Linked DNA regions of Mus musculus: regions 2 and 3 are each linked to region 1. A link is a contact called in public Hi-C data. All regions are on one chromosome and are shown on one strand. Each heading gives the region's core, a stretch centred on a gene start, on an enhancer-like site or on the middle of the called end of the contact. The rest is flanking DNA. Distances are from core to core; before and after follow the strand shown. Region 1 has its middle 84 kb from the start of Cdc42se2. Region 2 overlaps Rapgef6 (Rap guanine nucleotide exchange factor (GEF) 6). Region 3 has its middle 17 kb from the start of Gpx3.

Evidence for each region. A called contact is a pair of places that touch in the nucleus more often than the background predicts.
Region 2: a Hi-C map of bone marrow-derived macrophages shows a contact between it and region 1, with 5 times the contacts expected there. The contact joins two enhancer-like sites. A contact is called at or near these places in 1 of 15 datasets of contacts at CTCF or cohesin (pro-B cells), 13 of 484 Hi-C or Micro-C datasets (the Ba/F3 cell line, the C10 cell line, CD4 T cells and 8 more) and 1 of 115 datasets of contacts at active chromatin or transcription factors (the 230-238 cell line).
Region 3: a Hi-C map of bone marrow-derived macrophages shows a contact between it and region 1, with 40 read pairs. The contact joins two enhancer-like sites. A contact is called at or near these places in 3 of 15 datasets of contacts at CTCF or cohesin (CD8 T cells, embryonic stem cells and stem cell-derived epiblast-like cells), 17 of 484 Hi-C or Micro-C datasets (CD4 T cells, bone marrow-derived macrophages, embryonic stem cells and 5 more), 8 of 115 datasets of contacts at active chromatin or transcription factors (the HPC-7 cell line, double positive thymocytes, embryonic basal ganglia and 4 more) and 2 of 9 other capture datasets (embryonic tail and embryonic trunk).

What each region holds. Positions count from the first base shown.
Region 1 is chr11:54,701,244-54,705,358 of GRCm38.p6, reverse strand. No RefSeq gene overlaps it. Among named protein-coding and RNA genes, the nearest start is that of Cdc42se2, 84 kb to the left of the region's middle. Within about 2 kb of position 2,113, at least 13 of the 459 cell types and tissues checked have an H3K27ac peak or open chromatin away from gene starts, as enhancers often do. A contact at or near this core is called in bone marrow-derived macrophages and muscle stem cells, where this site is marked.
Region 2 is chr11:54,561,278-54,565,573 of GRCm38.p6, reverse strand. Rapgef6 (Rap guanine nucleotide exchange factor (GEF) 6) reads right to left here. Exons shown (of 29, transcript NM_001252494.1): 5 at 4,180-4,249. Among named protein-coding and RNA genes, the nearest start is that of Rapgef6, 41 kb to the right of the region's middle. Within about 2 kb of position 2,618, at least 7 of the 459 cell types and tissues checked have an H3K27ac peak or open chromatin away from gene starts, as enhancers often do. A contact at or near this core is called in bone marrow-derived macrophages, where this site is marked.
Region 3 is chr11:54,883,545-54,888,021 of GRCm38.p6, reverse strand. No RefSeq gene overlaps it. Among named protein-coding and RNA genes, the nearest start is that of Gpx3, 17 kb to the left of the region's middle. RefSeq lists an enhancer at 3,865-4,477. Within about 2 kb of position 2,876, at least 114 of the 459 cell types and tissues checked have an H3K27ac peak or open chromatin away from gene starts, as enhancers often do. A contact at or near this core is called in bone marrow-derived macrophages and muscle stem cells, where this site is marked.

The DNA.
Region 1 (4,115 bases), core at 864-3,363:
AGATAACTGATGGGTGGTGGGAAGTGGCTTTTCAGTAAACAGGAGAAATGATGTGAGCTGCAGATAGACTTGGCACCACCCTACACACATGTGCTCTGAGTATCATATATGAAAGGTGGCCATTACTGAGGACTAGGAAAATGCTTACTTAGAAGCGCAAGCCATAAAGAAGACACATTAATCTAGTTTGAAACAAAGGACATCTTTTCCAGGGCTGGAGAGCTAGTTTGATGGTTAAGGGATTACTGCTGATTGTGGCGGCACACACCTTTAAGGAGGCAGAGGCAGATCCATCTCCATGAGTTCTGGTTCAGCCTGGTCTACATAGTGAGTTCCAGACTAGCCACGGCTACATAGTGAGACCTTATTTTAAAACAGAACAAAATAAAAAGTGACTACTGCTCTTGCAGGGGACGAGCTTTCAGTTGTCAGCATGCACACCGGCTGCTCACGGTTGCTTGTGATGATGGAGGATCCTCTGCCCCCAAAGATGATATTGGTTAGCCACCACCCACAGAGCAGACACGCTATTACGCAGGCGAGCATCTTTCTTTTTCAAAACAGGGTTTCTCTGTTGACCAGGCTGGCCTCAAATTGAGATCCACCTACTTCTGCCTCCTGAGTGCAGGAATTAAAAGCATGTGCTACCGCACTCAGCTCACATCTTACTCTCCAGCTGGTTTCTTTACACTCTCTTTATGCTGGTTAATCCTTTCCACCTACAATATTTTATGTTCTGCTGTCCCTCTTCCCTTAAGCTCCCTGCCCTCATTTTCTGGCTCACAGCAGTACTCCATTTTTGCTAGAGAATATCGAAGACTTGAAGCTATGTCCCATTTGTCTTTGGGCCTGCGTTACTTCACTGTTTATTGGTGGTATTGAGGATTAAATCCAGGGCTTTGATTATGCTATGCAAACTCTCTGCCGCTGAGCTACACTACTCCCCCCTCTCTTTGAATAACTATTCCCAATTCTGTCCATTTCTTTGTAAATTGCACTTTCTGTGCAACTGAAGTACAAGGAGGTATATGCACTACATCTTTGTTGTCCATTCACCAGTTGTTGGGCATGGAGGCTGTCTCCATTTTCTAGCTACTGTAACCTCTGAATGGAATCAATGTCCACTTCTCAGGGGACAATGGACCAATGCCTGCTACTCTAAGCCTGGCTGAAATTCTAGGGCTGGGGAGGTAGTAGTTGGGGAAGTGGTAGGCCCACGCAGGGACTGGATTTCTGATGGCTAACTAAATGGACACAGCAATATACTGCCGTAAACACCCACGCTTATATCTGTAGACAGAGATGCCTCCCCTCACAGCATGCAGAGAATGAGGGAGAGTTGTGGGCTCAGCCCTGAACAAGCCACTTAGACGCCCTTCTGCCCCAGCCTCTAATGCTCAGAGCATACGGTGGAAGAGGGGTGTATATGAGTCAGAAGACAGGTGAAGGGCTACAAAGTGCCATCCCTTGGACTTCACATGGCAATATCACAGATGGGAACAACTGCGGTTGTCTGTGCTGGCCACAGGAGACCAGCCTGTGAACAAACATCCGGGGAGGTGTGTGTGTGTGTGTGTGTGTGTGTGTGTGTGTGTGGGGGGGTGCTCACAGGACCTTTCTTTACCTCACTCACAACTACTGCCAATTCAGACTCCAGGAGTGAGAATCACTGTCTTTAGTTGTACTCAAGTTGAAGGCGGTTTCACACCCATGGAACTGGTGGGTCTCTAAACAAAAAATGAATTGGAGAGATTTGTGAGGAAGTAGGCAGGGGTGGTAGAAAATGGGAGGTGAGAGCCATCAGTATGCTGGGCTTACCATCTTAATTCAAAACTAAACCAACTAGAAAACCCAGTCACGTTGTAGCTTGGCGCCACCTAGTGTCTGTCTGTCTCTCTCTCTTTTTCAAGACAGGGTTTCTCTGTGTAGCCCTGGCTGTCCTGGAACTCACTCTGTAGACCAGGCTGGCCTCGAACTCAGAAATTTGCCTAAGGCAGTTTTTCTAAGTAGTCTTGGCTGTTCTTGAATTCACTCTGTGGAACAAGTTGGCCTCAAACTCAGAGATCCGCCTCCCTCTGCCTCCTTAGTGCTGGGACTAAAGGTGTGCGCCACAACTACCTGGCTGACTCTAAAGGTCCCTAACTATGCCCTGGGAGAGACTCTTCTCTCCAATTGCCAAAGAACTCAAGTTGCAAAAACTCAAACCAGAACTCCATATTGTAAGATTGGCTGAATAACAAAACACTCACTTCCAGCCTCTGAGGGTCCTAATACAAACTGAGGAGAGTTAGACCTCAGACTTGACCCTGCACTGTTTAAGAAATGCTTGTTTAAAAATGACTATTAGGCTGGAGAGATGGCTCAGTGGTTAAGAGCACTGATTGCTCTTCTAGAGGTCCTGAGTTTAATTCCCAGCAACCACACGGTGGCTCACAACCATCTATAATGGGATCTGATGCCCTCTTCTGGTGTGTCTATCTGATGACAGCTACAGTGTGCTCATGTAAGTAAATATACCTTTAAAAAAATGACTATTGTGTGTGCATGACACCTCTGTGGGTACACGCACAGAGAAACAACTTTGGAGAGCTGGGTCTCTGCTCCTGCCTTTATGTGGACTCAGTTGTTAGGCTTGCAGGTCAAGCACTGTAGATGTTTGCCCTTTTGGTATACACTTTATATATATCCTCCCTTGGAGGTGTGTGAACCAAAGTATCTTCCTACTTCCCAGCCAGCCAGTACGTATTTCTTTTCATATTGTCAAGTCTATTTTTTTTTTTTTTTTTTTTTTTTTTTTTTTTTTTTGGAGACAGGGTGTCTGTGTGTAGCTTTGGCTGTCCTGGAACTCTATGTAGACCAGAATTTCTTTCTTTTCTTTTCTTTTTTTTTTTTTTTTTTTTTAAGATTTATTTTCTTGGGAGTGGGTGGGTAGGGGAGCAGGGCGGGAGGGGGGGGGAGAGGGTATAGGGGACTTTCGGGATAACATTTGAAATGTAAATGAAGAAAATATCTAATAAAAAATTGAAAATAAAAAGATTTATTTCCTTTGTGTATGTGAGTACACTGTAGATGAACAGATGGGTGGTTGTGAGCCTTCACGTGGTTGCTGGGATTTGAACAGGGCCTTCAGCAGAGTAGTCAGTGCTCTTACCCACTGAGCCATCTCGCCAGCCCCAGAACTGTCATGAACTCATAAGAGATCCACTTCCCCCTGATAGCTGAGTGGTGGAATTAAATGTGTGCTTTGGTATGCTTCACTCAATCATTCTTTAAAAAAAAAAAAAAAAACCCCAAGATTCCCATAGGTAGGTGCCACACATGCGTGACTTACCAGGGCAGCAGTCCAAGACAACAGGCTCGTTCACGCCACTCTTATCAGCTTCAACTATGGCTCTTCGGGTTTCCTATCATGGTTCTGGGGAGGAGCTTTAGCATGTTACGGTGAAGACTTCACAATTATGGTCCTTTCTTGTCTTACCACATATTTTCAAAGAGCTGACACGTACCCGTTTTGGGCATAATATCTAATTAGTTTGTGATGCTATCTATTAATCTTAGTTAAACTATTATTATTATTATTATTATTATTATTATCCTGAATTAACTTACTACTAACCAAAAATATTGAAATGTGAATTTTGTCTAATATACCCATCTAAAAGCTATCAGCTTCCTTTAAGTGTGCTGTTAAACTGATAGGTGGTGGCAAATGGGAGGCAGAGGCAGGCGGATCTCTGTGAGCTTGAGGCCAGACCTGTCTATACAGTGAACTCCATGATAGGATCACAGTTGAGACCATTTTCAAAGTAAATCTTAAAAATTCCATTTATTTTGTGTGTGCATGCATGTGCCACAGTACATGGATGTTAGGGGCAGCTTGTGGGACTCAGTTCTCCCCTTTCACTGTGTAGGTTCAAAGACTGAACTCAGCTCATCAGGATAGATGGCAAATGTTCTTACTCTCCCAAGCCTAATGGGAGCACCAAACCCTGATACTTGTTTTAAAAAACGAAGTAGATCCTGTTCTATGTGGCTTATGCTCCTGCTTCATCTCCCAGTGGCTGTGACTGCAAGCGTATGCCAAATGCAGCATGCCTGACTGGTAGCATCAGTAG
Region 2 (4,296 bases), core at 1,369-3,868, 140 kb after region 1:
GGTAACTACTAATCTCAATTTTACCTATTAGTTCAATTTCTCTCCTGTAATATAATATTTATTTGCAACACACACACACACACACACACAGAGGTATACAGACAGAGAAGAAAAAAACCAGACACAGATACACACACAGAGATAGAGTATCACTATATAGCCCTCGCTGGCATCAAACTCACTATGTATGTAGTAGACCTGCCTAACCTTACCTTATACTCACAAGAGTTCTGCCTGCCACTGTCTCCAGAGTACTAGGATTAAAAGCATGTGCCACCACCTGGAGTCCTATTGTACATAACTTATATAAATGAAGTAATATAACTGATGGTTTTGTTGTCTAGCTTCTTTCCATTTTTTATTTTTGCATTCAACACAATATTTTTTTCTATCAATTAATTTATTTACTCACTTTACATCCCAATCACCACTACCTCACCCCTTCTGGCTTCTTTCACTTAACAGAGTATTTTCAAGGTTTGTTAATTTATGGAAGAATAGACAGCTCACTCTATATAAAGCAGAGTACTATTCCATCTTATGGACACTGAATAAGGTTTATTCAGGTTGCAGATATTTATGCTATTTCTATTTCTGGGAAATTATGGATAATGTGTACATCCGTTTACCAGATGTTATATATGTAGGGGTGAAATGAATGGGTAATATGTTGACCTACCTAACCATTTTTCTAACTGGTGGCAGCACCTCACACTCCCAGCAAAGACAAAAGTTCCAATTTTATTAGATGCTTTCCAATGCCAATGACTGCCTGCTAATAAAACCCTTTATCATTATTTTTAATTTTTGATGAAGTCTTCAAGTTACACCATGGGTGCCTTTCATATAGTTGTTCTCTCTTAAGAAAAACTGGTCTAACTCCAAGAATGTATTGGGTCATAGGCTGTTAAGTAGCTGTCCTTATCTTTCTACCTGGAAGAAACTATATTTAAAAATCAAAAATAAAAAAATAAAATGAAATAAAAATCATGTACAGAACCTTTTAAAGTATAGTCTCAACCTAAAAATTCCTAAAGGGAAAAGAAATCTTTGTGACTGTAATGAAATGCATTCTAGATAACAGATTCACAACCTCTTAAAAACAAGATAAATTGTTTTTTTTTCTGCTTATGAGAGAGGGTCTCACTATGACCCACATTGTCCTTGAAAGTTCAGCATTTCACCTGTCTCAGGTTCTGGAACTACAGGCATTTACAACCATGGCAACAAAGTGATCTTTGCTTTGAAAGATACCAACTAAGCTAACACATCCAATGAAGAAAAAGGTGTCTGGTTGTAGGTAGTTCCAATCATCCTTGAAGTTACTAGAGATCAAATATTTCAATGAATTCTCAACATTTTAATACATTCTGAAATATTGGATTATTTTCTACTATAATTAATAAAGCATTATAAACACAGATGAATCAGCAAAAACAGTTCTAAAAAGTAACTGGAGGGACATTGTCTATTTCTCATGAAATTTATCAACATGCATTTTCTTATCCCTTGAACTTTCTCATATTAGCAAAACAGTTATCAAAATCAAGGTTTCAATAGTATCTTACCTGTATGCCATGTTGCTAACAGGATTTACAATTCTCCACTGTCCAGTAGTCAAAAGAAAAACAACCATTATGTTCATTAGATGCTATATTTATGTCTTTTAGAATGGTTCCATGACTGTTCTATCTCCTGTCATTGAGATCTCATCAATTTGTAGAACATTCTCTAATTTGTCTGATAATTTGTGACTTTTGTTTAAGTATGAATGCTGAACAAGAATACATTCTAGTCATGACCTTTCTTCTTCTCAGTGTTGTCACAACAGGAGTAATATCCCATTAGTTTGTGTGTATATATAAAATAGCAGTAGCAGTAATTACTATTCTGATGAAAATCTGCCATATTTTAACATCAGAAATTTAGTAATGTCCCCTTTATAAATAATTGCTAGGAACATCCTCTGTGATGTCCTAAGTATTCTGTTGCCTAACTGAACATTAGCCTCCCTAGTTTTACCAATTGTAAGCCAAGTGTTTCCTTACCATTTGTTAGTTGGCATTCTACCATCAAGGAGTGCTAGCTCATCATCCTTCTTCATTTCTTCAGATCATCAAGATTTTAACTACTTGTATGATATATGAAGGCACCATCACCACTATAAATTTTTATTTGAATTCCCAAATGTCCCTAGGTTTCGCCAATGGGAGTGTTTTTGATCTGGGTCCTGGGTTATTTTAAATTCTCTTAAATGTTTCCTTTACATTGTTGCCAGCTAATGAAAATACTTTGTTTCTTAAAGGGGAAAAAGATGATAAAGAGGTATAAAGGGAAATTCATTGTTAAATATTTTTTAAAGGCATATTTAATACATTAAATGTGCACATTAAAATTCTAGGCAGTAATTTTCTGTATGCATGTATGTATGTATGTATGTATGTATGTATGTATGTATGTATGTATGTTAGTTAGTATTCTGGCTAGTAATATATGTCTCCTCACCCTAGTCCTCTTTCTTCTTTTTCTCTCTTCCTCTTCTTTTTTTCTCTTTGAGACAAAGTCTTAAGTAACCCATGCCGCCTGACTCATCATATGGTTTTGAAATCATGTTCATCCTGCCACCTCCTGGCCAAGTGCTTGAATTAAAGCGAGAATCATGACGTCTGGCTTGTAACTAGTTGCACATTAAGTTTACTCGTTTAAAAATTAACAATTCTTTTTTTGTTGTTGTTGTTTTTGTTTTTTGTTGCTGTTGTTGTTTTTCGAGACAGGGTTTCTCTGTATAGCCCTGGCTGTCCTGGAACTCACTTTGTAGATCAGGCTGGCCTCGAACTCAGAAATCCGCCTGCCTCTGCCTCCTGAGTGCTGGGATTAAGTGGGCCGCCACCACCACCCAGCCAAAAATTAACAATCCTTAAACACTTTTTATTAACATCTTCTTACATTATTTACTCCCCACCCACACACTCCACACCAATGGTGGAGGTCAGGGAACAATTTCTGGAGAGCAGGCTGTCAGACTCGGTGGCAAGGACCTTTACCTGATGAACCCTCCCACCAGTCAAATACTTAAACAACCTGGTGATAAATTAATAGGTACATGAAAATGTAAGCTAACGATTTCTAAGTCTTAGTAAATAAAAAGGACATGGTAAAATGCCAGAATAAACTCTGGGCTTTAAACATGCTGGCATGCATTTCACTGAGGGGATCTCAAGGAACTTAAGCACAACCAGTAGCCAGAGCTTAGCTTGGTTTTTAAACATTTTCTAAAACAACAACAACATCACAAACAAACTCCCTTTACAAAAAAGAGATAACAGCTCCACGTTTCAAACAGCAAATGTAAGATGACTGTAGCCTAAAATGACTTCCTGACTTTTCCTGATACATAAACATGCTATATACCTCTTGCATGTGCACTAAGTATTAAAGCACATTGTTATCCACTGCAGTTTGACCACCTACAGTTCTAGGGCAGCCAATACCCTCTTTAGACCTCTGTGGACACTGCACACATGTAGTTCACTTACACACATGCAGGAAAAACAATCATACATAATATACATACATATAAATATAACTCTTTTTAAAAGCCAAATTTTCTAGAGTTCTAACAACTATCTAGGCTCTTATGGAAAATAAAAATATATTCATTAAACACAAGTCTAAATGAAATATTATCTCAAATTATTAAAGAGTACAAGTATTGGAAACAAACTATTTTTACTTGGGCCGATTTCCTATGTGCCTTTATTTTCTCTAGCTCTTCCCCTCAGCTCATCTGAAGTTTACTGACTCCATTACTGGCAAAGGAAAAAACACTGGAAAAAAATTATGTCCCTTTAAAGAGGCCTCCCCACTTCGTTGACACACAGACAGAGATACACATATTTCCTCTCCGCATTCCCCCGAGCCTACTTTTTAATTTTCTGGTGGAACAGGTAAAGAAAGTTACCAAATTTGGGACATGTTACCTCTATTATCATTTTAGACATCATTTCAACCACAACAGAAGTGTCAGAGATAAAAATATATAAAGGTGCTATATGGTTCTGATGTTATTTAAATATCATCATAGGATAGGCCATGGAAAAGAAACTTTCTTGAGTATTGAAAGCCTACCACATTTAGAGTTGAAACTGAAGCATACAAAAAAGCAATTCAGCATCTTACCACAATCATTTCTGAAGGTTCTAACACAAGACAATCACATCCTCTTTTTCCTCCAAACTGCTTACCAAAACTATAAAAACAGAAAAACAATTTCTTTAGCAGAAGTTATAACGTATG
Region 3 (4,477 bases), core at 1,627-4,126, 180 kb before region 1:
CCGAAACAGTGTGCTAAGATGATGCCTTCCTTTCTTGAGCCACTGTGGTATTTGAATGAGAATGGCTCTCATAGGCTCAGATATTTGAATGTTTGGTTCCCAGCTAGTGGAGTTTGGGAAGGATTAGGTGTGGTCTTGGAGGAGGTGCGTCACTGGGGATGGGAGGTGGGCTTTGAGGGTTTAAACCCATGCCAGGGGGCTGGAGAGATGGCTCAGCAGTTAAGAGCACTGACTACTTTTTGCTCTCCCAGAGATCCTGAGTTCAATTCCCAGCAAACACATGGTGGCTCACAACCATCTGTAATGGGAGCCGATACCCACTTCTGGTGTGTCTGAAGACAGCTACAGTGTACTCATATACATAAAATACGTAAATCTTTAAAAAAATAAAACATGATGACAAGCCTAGTCTCTCTCTCTCTCTCTCTCTCTCTCTCTCTCTCTCTCTCTCTCTCTCTCTCTGCCTGCAATCAGGGTGTAACTCTTAGTTACTTCAGCACCATGCCTGCAGGCCTTCCACCTTGCTTCCAGCCATAATGATAAGGGATCAGTCTCCAAAACTGTAAGCAAGCCTCCATGAAATGCTTCCTTTCCTAAGAGTTGCCTTGGTCGTGGTGTCTCTTCACAGCAGTGGAACAGTGACTAAGACAGCTGTTTCCCAGGTATTTTGTCACAGTGTTGAGCGAGAACTAACACAAGGAAGGATTTGGCTCTGGACGTGGGATACAGTCCCTCCAATTTACATGGTTATGACTGGTCAAGATGACGGTGACGGGGCTGAGGATGTAGTTCAGTTGGTAGGATGCTTGCCTGACATGCACAAAGCCTGTGTTTGATCCCAAGCATGATATAAACCAAGTACGGTGGCACATTGCCTGTTATTCTAGCAGAAACAGGTGGATCAGCAGTTCAAGGTCACACTCAGCTACACTTCAAATTGGAGGTATTATCCTAAGCTACCTAAGACCCTGCCTCTAAATAAGTGCCCATGATGGTTTTTATGTGGACACAAAACAATTATCAGCTCAACAAGAATAAGATAGAATTTATTCTTATGCCAATATGAATGGCTCTGGCTAAGATTCAAGTTGCCCTAAGTAACATGTCCCTCCTTAGTAGTAGTTTCATGAGAGTTCATTAGTTATAGACCAAAGAAAGTCATAAGTCAAGGCTTTACCAAACATTCTAGAGAGGTTCCAAGCCTTTTGAAAAAGGTAGCCAGTGCTCTTAACTACTAAGCCATCTCTCCAGTCCTCATTTTTTGGGGGAAGGGGAGAATTTGGGGATATTTATTTGTTTGTGACAGTGTCCCTAATGTAGCCCTGCCTAGCCTGGTGCTTATTATATAACCCGTGCTAGTCTTGAACTCACAAAACTCTGCCTGACTGTACCTCCTAAGTGCTGGGTGCTGATTTACAATGAAGGAAGCAGGCATAGAGAGGTTCAGTAAACCTGGCTTCTCGGTAATGGAGATGGGATCTGTCCTAGTTAGCTTTAACTGTCCATCAAGTTGACACAGACTGAGATAACTGATCTGAGAAGGAGCCTCAGTTGAAGAATTTTCTAGATCAAATTGGCCTGTGGCCATACCTGTGGAGGATTGTCTTAATCTTTGATGCAGGAGAGCCCAGCTCACTGTGGGCAGCACCACCCTTAGGCAGGAGGGCCTGGGTTGTATAAGAAAGTTAGTTAGACCCTCAGGGTGAAGCATCAAGCAGCCTTCCTCCTTGATTTCTGCTTCAAGTTCCTGCTTGAGTTCTTACCCTGACATCACTCATTGTTGGATCATCAACTGAAGTATCAGACAAACAAACCATTTCTTTCTTTAATTTGCTTTTGGTTAGAGTGCTTCTTCATTGTTGCAGACTTTGAGACCACCGGGAGAGACCACCTGAACTCTTATCAAGTTTTAATTAGCCAAATTTTATTAAAGCTGCAACTAACCACAATCTCCTTGGATGGATTTAAGACTGCAACTTTTTAAAGGCTACATCTGCTCCTGGGGACCTTCAGTTCTGCTGGCATGGGACAACATCCTAGGCCGGTGTTTTGTATTGTCTTATCAGCCTCAGGTTGCTCACAGGGCTGGCCTCAGCCCTCTAAGATGGAGTCCTCAGCTACTATATCATAACAGAAGAAGAACAGGCTTCCATCTTGGAGAGCTCACTTTGTGCCCTGCATTTGTAGTCCAGACAACGGAGGGGACTTGCCTGCCATTCACATGGTAGTTTCTTACCGTTAAGGCAATGGAAGAGCCAGACAGAAGTCCAGAAGAAGCCAACAAGCAAAGTATCTATGCCCTCCTGTTCTACACTGTTCCTCCACCCCAACCTACCCTCCAGATGATAGGATCAGTTTATTAAAAAGCAGAGAGCCCTAGGGCATGGCCTTGTGGGAACGTGCCAAGGCCAGCCTGACCCCATCAGAATCAGTTGTCTTGAGCTTGAAGCCTGGCTTTTTGGTCCATCCCCCAAGGCAGTAAAAGGGCAATCAGCTTAACATGGCCAGCAGTGGCAATGGGGACAAGTTTGGAGAAGACAGGCAGGGAAGGGAAAGGATTTCTCCTTAGAGGGAAGGTTAGGGTGAAGGATAATAGGAGAACCAAGAAAACTGAAGCTCAGAAAGATCAATTGCCCACTCAGAGGTACCAGGTGCAGGTCCTCTGGAAAGGCATCCTTGTCCACTAGAGAAGATAGGGGGTGCAGGGAGGGGGATGGGCAGGAGAGTGGAGAGGGAGAGAGGCAGACATTGTAAAAAGAAGGAAAACGTGTGGTTCTTGGTGCTCTGCCCAGCAAGGGCCGTGTGTTCAGAGCTGTCCCCTCCCAGGAGGCTCACTGGAGAAGGGGCGGGTGTTTATGAAGAGCCTGACTCCAGGAGCAGCATGACCTCCTGGCCTGTCCCTGCTGGTTGCTGCCCCGTGACTGCTCCTGGCTATAAACAGCCTGTTTATTAAACCGCAGGAAATTGGCCCCTCCACCACTTGAGCAATTTGAGAGAACAGGAGGTTCCTGGTCAAGAATTTACAAACTGGGAGGGCTGGCTGCTGGGAGCCTATGGTGCTCAAAGACCTGGCTTGAAAGGGCTTTGGGGAGAGTGCCCTCCGTCCGCTCCTCTTGCAGCCTTGCTTAGGGCTTCCCAAACCCTGGAGGCCCTCAAGAGTCAGAGGTGGCCCCTTGAAGGCTATTACGTTGACTTACCTCTTTATTTGGTCAAATAGCCCCATGATTAGAGCACTATAGTGACATCAAATGAGAAGAGAGATTTCAAAAGCACTTGGAGGGAGGCAGGAAGAGCTAGCGCCTGAAAAGTGCTTGTCTTGCAAGCTTGAAGACCAGAGTTCAATCCCTAGAGTGCTCTCGTTCTCTCTCTCTCACTCTCTCTCTCTCTCTAAAAGCTGGGGGTGGGGGTTGTAGAGATGTCTCAGCAGTTAAGAACACTTCCTGTTCCTGTTTTTGCAGAGAATCTAGGTTCAGTTCCCAGTACACACAGGGCAACTCAAACTGTCTCTAACTCCAGCTCCAGGGGATCCTCAATGCCCTCTTCTGTGTTTGGTAGGCACCAGGCACTTGCATGCACACAAAATGAAAAAAAAAAAAAAAAAAAAAGACGGGTGTGTGGCCCACATCTGCAGTCCCAACACTGAAGAGGCAGAGACAGGCAGATCCCTGGGGCTCACTGACCATCAGCCCAGCCATCTTGAAGAGTTCATCTAGGCCTTGCTTCAAAACAAGGGAGGGCTGGCAAGACAGCTCAGTGGGTAAAGGCACTCGTTGCCACAGATCTGAGGAGAGCTTGATTCCCAACCTGTATGTCGAAAGGAGAGAACTGACTTGTGGACATAGTCTTCTGACCTGCATTATGGTCTCGTGTACATGGATCAGGGCACTCCCCTCCAAAAAAAAAAAATACATATATATAAAATTGTTTAAAAGAAAAAGAAGGTGAACTACACTTGGAAAGTAGCACTTGAGGTTGTCTTCTGACTTTCACACAGCTCGGCGCAAATGTATAACACCACACACACACACACACACACACAGAGCACAGGACCTGAGTCCTGTCTGGTTCAGCCGATCACTTACTTCTCCCCATAGCCAATCACTCAGGACAGAATCACTTAGGAGATGAGTGCGTTGCCACGTAGTGTGTCCTTTTTGTCCTTACCTTATGGCTTTGTGTGACCTCAAGGCCACCACACCAAGCTTCTCCGTTACACGCTTGTGCTCCTGTGCCTGGAGGATTCCCTGAGATGCCGGGATTGACATGAAACCCGGTACCTCTGCTGAACAGTTGAGATTTGGCAGATCCATGCTGGATATCCTTTGAGAAACCGCGTAAAAGTGCTCCCAAGGAACCTACCAACTTTAAAGGCACATGGTTGACACTGCTATAGAGAAAGGCAGGCTGACAAAACAAAACCAAAAAAGCATGAAGTGGATTTGTTTGATCAAAGTTTCACCTGACACATGGTCTTTAA